2 separate regions of the Mus musculus genome follow, and region 2 is linked to region 1. Evidence: chromatin contacts called from public Hi-C data. All regions are on one chromosome and are shown on one strand. Each heading gives the region's core, a stretch centred on a gene start, on an enhancer-like site or on the middle of the called end of the contact. The rest is flanking DNA. Distances are from core to core; before and after follow the strand shown.

Evidence for each region. A called contact is a pair of places that touch in the nucleus more often than the background predicts.
Region 2: a contact with region 1 is called in a Hi-C map of forebrain, with 3 times the contacts expected there. The contact joins the enhancer-like site here to the promoter of Pdgfc in region 1. A contact is called at or near these places in 9 of 39 promoter capture datasets (the 3T3-L1 cell line, 3T3-L1-derived adipocytes, the HPC-7 cell line and 4 more), 17 of 484 Hi-C or Micro-C datasets (3T3-L1-derived adipocytes, the AML12 cell line, the AtT-20 cell line and 11 more), 4 of 115 datasets of contacts at active chromatin or transcription factors (bone marrow-derived macrophages, embryonic fibroblasts and embryonic stem cells) and 4 of 9 other capture datasets (adipose tissue, embryonic stem cells, macrophages and 1 more).

What each region holds. Positions count from the first base shown.
Region 1 is chr3:81,034,597-81,038,225 of GRCm38.p6, forward strand. It overlaps Pdgfc (platelet-derived growth factor, C polypeptide), which reads left to right and starts at 1,820. Exons shown (of 6, transcript NM_019971.3): 1 at 1,820-2,958. The coding sequence starts at 2,841.
Region 2 is chr3:81,148,227-81,151,855 of GRCm38.p6, forward strand. All of the region lies in intron 2 of Pdgfc (platelet-derived growth factor, C polypeptide), which reads left to right. Among named protein-coding and RNA genes, the nearest start is that of Pdgfc, 110 kb to the left of the region's middle. Within about 2 kb of position 1,730, at least 46 of the 459 cell types and tissues checked have an H3K27ac peak or open chromatin away from gene starts, as enhancers often do. A contact at or near this core is called in the AtT-20 cell line, cortical neurons, epiblast stem cells and 2 more, where this site is marked.

The DNA of each region.
Region 1 (3,629 bases), core at 570-3,069:
AGGAGCACCTGGCTGGCTTTATTTATAAGGCAATTGTCAAATCATTCTGTAGAATATGGATGAGGTGAAACACAGAGGTGGCGTGGTATTGTAGATCATCTGTAACTTTTCAAATACAACCTTCTCTGAAATTCCAGGGAGAATGTGAGTCCAATAAAGAAACCTGTCAGTCAGTCCAATGTGTTTATTTATGATCCCGATGTGCCAGGCACTGTTCTAGCCAATCTGAAGCGATACAAAGTAAAGCTTAGTCATCACTCCTTGCAGTCTTTGGAGTGCAAATGGATTAAGTAGGAGTGCACACGTATCCTATGTGGGTGGTCAAGAACTCCAACTGTGTGGAGATGCAAAAAAAGCACATTTACAAAACCTTGATCAGAAAACTAAGTAAATGACAAAAACTGGACCTTAATGGATTGGATTGCAAACAGATCTACCGAGAAAGCATGCCTTTTGGTGTCTCATTTTGATTAAAATTGGGAACTCTCCTTTGCATATTCAGGAATGTACAGAACACTTTTGGAATACACGTATGTCACAATGGAATGGCACTGAAGATGATGCACTGCTAACTTGAATAAAGTAACAAGGCTTGTACCATTAACATCCATACACTTAAAGTCTAAGCAAGAGACTTTCTATCCAACACTGTAAAGGTGGAAATCCCACAGATAAGAATGAATGAATGGAACAGGTTTGTAAGGATTTCACAGGAGAACAGCATCTTTCTTTATTTGGTCCCGGGGACTTCCTGGATGCCAAGCAGGAGTTATAATGAACAACCTGTCAAGTACTCATTTGAAGGAAGAGAGAAGAGGACAGAGACCTGGCTAGAACAGGGTTGTTTGGTAGGCCCCAGTGGTGTCCAAGAACAAAGGAAAAGATTAACATTTTATCGTTTGGACTGGTCCCATCTTTTATTTCTGTCTCCAGGTCATGCCCGGTTTCAGGATTATGTTTACCTTGGTTCTATGGTTGGATTGCATGCCCTGACTGATTCAACTAAGTACTTGGTGATACATCTGTCTGACTGCACACCAAGGCATTTGCTTGCTCTAATGTTATTTTTATTTTCCTTATTTTCATTTTCTTTTTTTATTACCCCTCCATCCAAAGATGCATCTTTTGTTTAGATTTCAAACCCTACTGTGCCTTCAACGCTTTCACGAGGATTTTCTGATAAGGAAAGCATATTGGAATCCTATCAGAGACACATGTATTGCACATGGAACCACCCTAGGCCCTACTAACATGTTTTTCTCATTCTAGATAACCCCATAGGAACTTTAGTCTCAGCACGAAGCACTTCGTGCATAAAGGCAACCAGTTCAAACATTAGGGGCTCCAGGACAGCCTATGTGTAAATTGCCACACTATGTCCCCAGACACTCTAGGAGCTAGATTTCATTATCATGCAGCACCCAGCTGCAAAGGACAGGGACTCTTTCTTCTGCTCAGTGGTACCCTCCAACCCCAGTTCCTCTCCAAACAGGGTTCATGTGGATACAGTGGTGCATGGCTTCAATTCATGTTACAACTCTGACTTTATCTTTACTTTTGATTTATTCATTCTCCTTCAGACAGAGCCATTCTGGAAGCATCTTGAGTTCAACTTCCCTCCTTCAGTGCAGAACTCTGGCCACGAGTCCTGACAAAGCGCTTTGGGAGTGGGGATCCCCTTAGGAATGAAAGACAAGTTACAGCCAGGGAGAGCCAGAAGAGAAGGAGTGGCTGTCCTCTCCTACTTTTTTTTCCCTCTCTCTTTCTCTGAGTTTGCAGCACCCTTGAACAGCCCGCAGACTCCTTATTTGGGGTTAGGGGCGCCCAGGGGAAAGGAAGCTGGGGGCCGCCTGGCGGCATTCCTCGCCGCAGTGTGGGCTCCGTCTGCCGCGGGGCCCGCAGTGCCCCCTGTCTGCGCCAGCACCTGTTGGCCCGCCAGCTGGCCGCCCGCGCCCCCCGCGCCCCCCGCGCCCGCCCGGCCGCCAGCCCCGCGCCCCGCGCGCCGCCCGCTGGGGGAAAGTGGAGACGGGGAGGGGACAAGAGCGATCCTCCAGGCCAGCCAGGCCTTCCCTTAGCCGCCCGTGCTTAGCCGCCACCTCTCCTCAGCCCTGCGTCCTGCCCTGCCTTAGGGCAGGCATCCGAGCGCTCGCGACTCCGAGCCGCCCAAGCTCTCCCGGCTTCCCGCAGCACTTCGCCGGTACCCGAGGGAACTTCGGTGGCCACCGACTGCAGCAAGGAGGAGGCTCCGCGGTGGATCCGGGCCAGTCCCGAGTCGTCCCCGCGGCCTCTCTGCCCGCCCGGGACCCGCGCGGCACTCGCAGGGCACGGTCCCCTCCCCCCAGGTGGGGGTGGGGCGCCGCCTGCCGCCCCGATCAGCAGCTTTGTCATTGATCCCAAGGTGCTCGCCTCGCTGCCGACCTGGCTTCCAGTCTGGCTTGGCGGGACCCCGAGTCCTCGCCTGTGTCCTGTCCCCCAAACTGACAGGTGCTCCCTGCGAGTCGCCACGACTCATCGCCGCTCCCCCGCGTCCCCACCCCTTCTTTCCTCCCTCGCCTACCCCCACCCCCCGCACTTCGGCACAGCTCAGGATTTGTTTAAACCTTGGGAAACTGGTTCAGGTCCAGGTTTTGCTTTGATCCTTTTCAAAAACTGGAGACACAGAAGAGGGCTCTAGGAAAAACTTTTGGATGGGATTATGTGGAAACTACCCTGCGATTCTCTGCTGCCAGAGCCGGCCAGGCGCTTCCACCGCAGCGCAGCCTTTCCCCGGCTGGGCTGAGCCTTGGAGTCGTCGCTTCCCCAGTGCCCGCCGCGAGTGAGCCCTCGCCCCAGTCAGCCAAATGCTCCTCCTCGGCCTCCTCCTGCTGACATCTGCCCTGGCCGGCCAAAGAACGGGGACTCGGGCTGAGTCCAACCTGAGCAGCAAGTTGCAGCTCTCCAGCGACAAGGAACAGAACGGTGAGTATCGCCCCCTCCTCCCCCTTCCCGCGTCTCGCTGTGCGTTCGGGTTGGCATTGTGCGGTGGCATGTGGGGTCCTCCAGTCGTGGAGCTGATGGTCGGGTCTCTGGCGCTGCAGATGGGAGTTTCCTGAGTCCGCGTGCACTTTCTGGGGTGGGGGCAGATTTCGGCAGTTTGCAACTTCCGAAGCTCACTGAGTAGAGGGAGCGGGAAGTGCCCCGCAACCTCAGAGTGGAGAGGACGCATGGGCTATGGAAAGGATTGGAAAAGTCAACTGTGACCACATTGCTAGGTGGCATATGGCCAGAGTTACAAGTAAAAGAACTGCCTTTAAGAAGAAATCCCAAAATGAATGAGTCGTGGCAAGTTTGACTTTAAGCAGGTATGGGGGGGGGTGTTAAGAATGGAGAATTCAGGAAAGGTATTAAATTCCTTAATCGAAACACTGTATTATGGGAAGGCAGGCACCAATAAAGAATTAGGTGAGAAATACAGAGGTCAAGAGGCCACTTGGACATTTTCAAAGGAATTGGTTATGGTTTTTCTCTTGAACTTTTTTTTTTTTTTTAAAACGTGCCTTTGTGCCCCGAAACCCTCACCTTTTGGTGGTGTATTTTTTTGTATGTTCATGAATGACTATTTTGTGTGTGTTGGAAGCGATCTAATCCTG
Region 2 (3,629 bases), core at 480-2,979, 110 kb after region 1:
TTTTATTCTATTTTTTCTTTTTAATTAAAAAAGTATGCACCAATATCTTTTTAATTATTATCTCTAAAATACCTTTTAATTAAACAATATATAAAGGCAAATGTCTTAGTCAGGGTTTCTATTCCTGTACAAACATCATGACCAAGAAGCAAGTTGGTAAGGAAAGGGTTAGTTTATCTTACACTTCCACATTGCTGTTCATCACCAAAGGAATTCAGGACAAGAACTCACACAGGGCAGTAAGCAGGAGCTGATCCAGAGGCCATGGAGAGATGTTAATTACTGGCTTGCTTCCCCTGGCTTGCTCAGCTTGCTTTCTTTTAGAAACCAGGACTACCAGCCCAGGGATAGCACCACTCACAATGAGCTGGGACCTACCCCTCTTGATCACAAATTGAGAAAATGTCTTACAGCTGGATATCATGGAGGCAGTTCCTCACCTGAATCTCCTTTCTCTGTGATAACTCCATCTGTGTCAAGTTGACACAGAAAACCAGCCAGTACAGTAAGCTATATTTTCCTTCCTTCTACAATTCAAAGCATTCTGGAGTAACTGTGTCCTTTCTATGAGAATTGTTTCTAACATCCCTTGAGACTGAATAAGGCAGCAGGAAGATCCACGACTGTCTACAGTTTACTGGGAACTTGTTGGTTCCTGACCACAGAACAGCAGGTGCATCTCTGTGACTTGGAGTAGAAAGTAGGTCAAATACAGTGGTTAGGACAAAAGACACCTTAGTTGGAATAGTCCTGGGTCATCTGAAGCTCACATCAAAGGCTGCAGGTAAATTCTTGGGAGTCCATGTTAATAGAGTCCTGTTGCAATGCTGCATCCTGTGGTCTAAAGGCTTGTTTAATTATGTTGCCAGAAAAACCAACAAAGATTACACAGCAGTAGGCAGTCACAGACCCTATGACTCTAGATGACTGGTCATGTCTAAGTGAGTGCCTATGGTGATGGTTTTTCCCTTCTTGCTCTCAGGTGTCACTTAACGAGACTGCTTCTGACAAAGTACAGCTGAGTTGTTTAATGTGGTGGTTGAGAGGACCATCTGACAGCTTTGCTAGAGTTTAGGAGGAAGTTGTGCAAAACCAGATTGTATGCACTTGAATTAGGTTTCAAATGGTTCATTGTGGGGATATGGATGTGGGAACTGGATTTGTCCTGTGTTCGGTTGCTGTGGTAACACACCCTGCCAGAACAGCTTTATGAAGCAAGGGTTTATTTGGCTTACAACGTCAGGTTACAGCCCATCATTTTCAGTAAGCCAAGATAGGGACTTAAAACATGTCATTTCCCCAGTGCAAAGCAGAGAGAGAAATAAACACACTCCTATTAGTGTTCTGTTCACTGGCGATACTTATACACTCCAGGATTCTCTGCCTTGATAATGGTTGTAAACACAGCAGGCTCGGGTTTCACGTATCAATTAAAGTTTACTAATCAAGACCTGTCTCTAACAGACATGAACTCAGTCTCAGTCCTTCCAGACCGTCCCTCACTAATACTCTCTTCTTTGTAGACCATGCCAAGTTGACAATTAAAAGTCACTATTGCAGTTACATAAGGACCATGTAGCAGCATTGAACTGGTGACATAACGGACTGGCTCTGATTATTTTGTAAATGTCAACTGGTGCAGCTTTACAGGGAAACATTAGGCAAGTTCCTGGGATCAACAGTAACTTTGCCTGGGTACAAGGAGAGTCTGTGGGTGCCAGGGAAGGCAGCACTGTGGTCCTGGTGTGAGGATGTACACAGTGAGCAGGACTGGAGTAGTGGCTTCACTCAGTGAATGTGAATGTGAATGTGAATGTGAATGTGAATGTGAATGTGAATGTGAATGTGAATGTGAATGTGAATGTGAATGTGAATGTGGCCAGTGGGATAGGAATGGGGACAGATACACACACACACACACACACACACACACACACACACACTTCACTAATTACAGTCTCAAAAGCTGTCCCCTTCTGTTGCCCCTCCCAGAATCCCTTCCCAATTCCCTCCCCTTCTCCTCTGAGAGAATGGAGAGTGTAACTCCCCTCCCCCATGCCAAGTATTCCCCCACCCTGGCAAATTAAGTCTCTGCAGGGTTAGGGGCATCCTCTCCCACTGAGGTATGATGTAGCAGCCCTGTTAGAGAACTGATATCACAGTCAGGCAACAGCCTTAGGGACAGCTCCTCTCTCACTGGCACCAGGTGTTGGTGGACCTACATGGAGACTGAGTTGCTGGTCTGCTAAGTATTTTCTGAGGGCCTCTGCCCTGCCTGTGTGTGCTGTTTGGTTGACCTCAGTCTCTGAGAGGTCCCTGGGGTCCAGGTTAATTGGCTCTGTTGGTCTTCCTGTGGAATTCCTCCCCCCTGCAATGCTTTCAATCCTTTCAACTCTTCCATAAGAGTTCCCAACCTCCCTCCAATGTTTGGCTATGGGTATCTGCATGAGTTTCAGACAGCTGCCTCATAGAGCCTCTCAGAGGACAGTTATGCTAGGCTTCTGTCTGCAGGTATAACAAAGTATCATTAATAGTGTCAGGGACTGGTGCTTGCCCATGGCATGGGTCTCAATTTGGGACCCATTGGTTGTCCATCCCTCCAGTTTCTGTTTCATCTTTGTCCCTTCATTTCTTTTAGGCAGGACAAATTTTGGCTGAAAAATTTGTGGGTGGTTTAGTGTCCTTATCTTTCCATTGAGGGTCCAGCCTGGGCACAAGAGGTGGGCACTCCAGGTTCCATAGCCCCATTGTTAGGCATCTCAGGTAAGATCACCCTCAATGACTCCTTGTAATATGGTACACATATTAAAAGTGCATATGTATGAATCTGCCTGCCTTCCTGTAAACAGGAGATATTTTGTCAGTTTCTCTCTTTTCAACTCTTTCTGTCATGTTGCTTGTCTATCTATCTATCTACCTATCTATCATATATCTATCTATCCATTCATCCATCCTGTTCCTTAGCGCTACACACTCATATTTATTGTATCATTTACGGACCCTGCTCCTTCATTGTCTTTGATGTTACAGAGATGTGACGTAGTTACCTGGGGAAGATTTTAATAGAATGTTCTTGGGGATTTGTTTGTTTATTTTAACATTTCTTTATTCATTTTCTGGTGTAAATAATCCCATTATCAATTTCAGATATTGCCCATAAATTTCTGAAAGCAAGATGATAACAGACAGCATTTGAAAAAGGATTTGTTAAGCACAAATCTGACTGAAATTACTGCCTTCTTACTGCACATCGATTTTAAACGTAGGAATACTTGAACTAACCTGTGAAAACTGCTTGGGAAGAGAAGATAATGGAGTCTGGAAATAGTAAATTTGCTAAATTAAGCAGATTTTTTTTAATTTAGAATTTAATATGATCAAAAATGTATAGTGTTTCTCCAAATTAAACCATTTCCTTTAGACTTTTGTTTGTCTTCCTCCTGTTTATAGTACAGTTAATGTGGCCTTAGTATTTACTCATTTATTTATTCCCAGATTCAACAAATATTTATTGAGCACTGTGTTGGGTAATACAATGACAGCAGTAAGAAGACGATGACTATGCCATCACATAGTCCACAGTCTGGGAAGAGACTAGGAAACAGACATGATAAAATGCTACCCTCCCC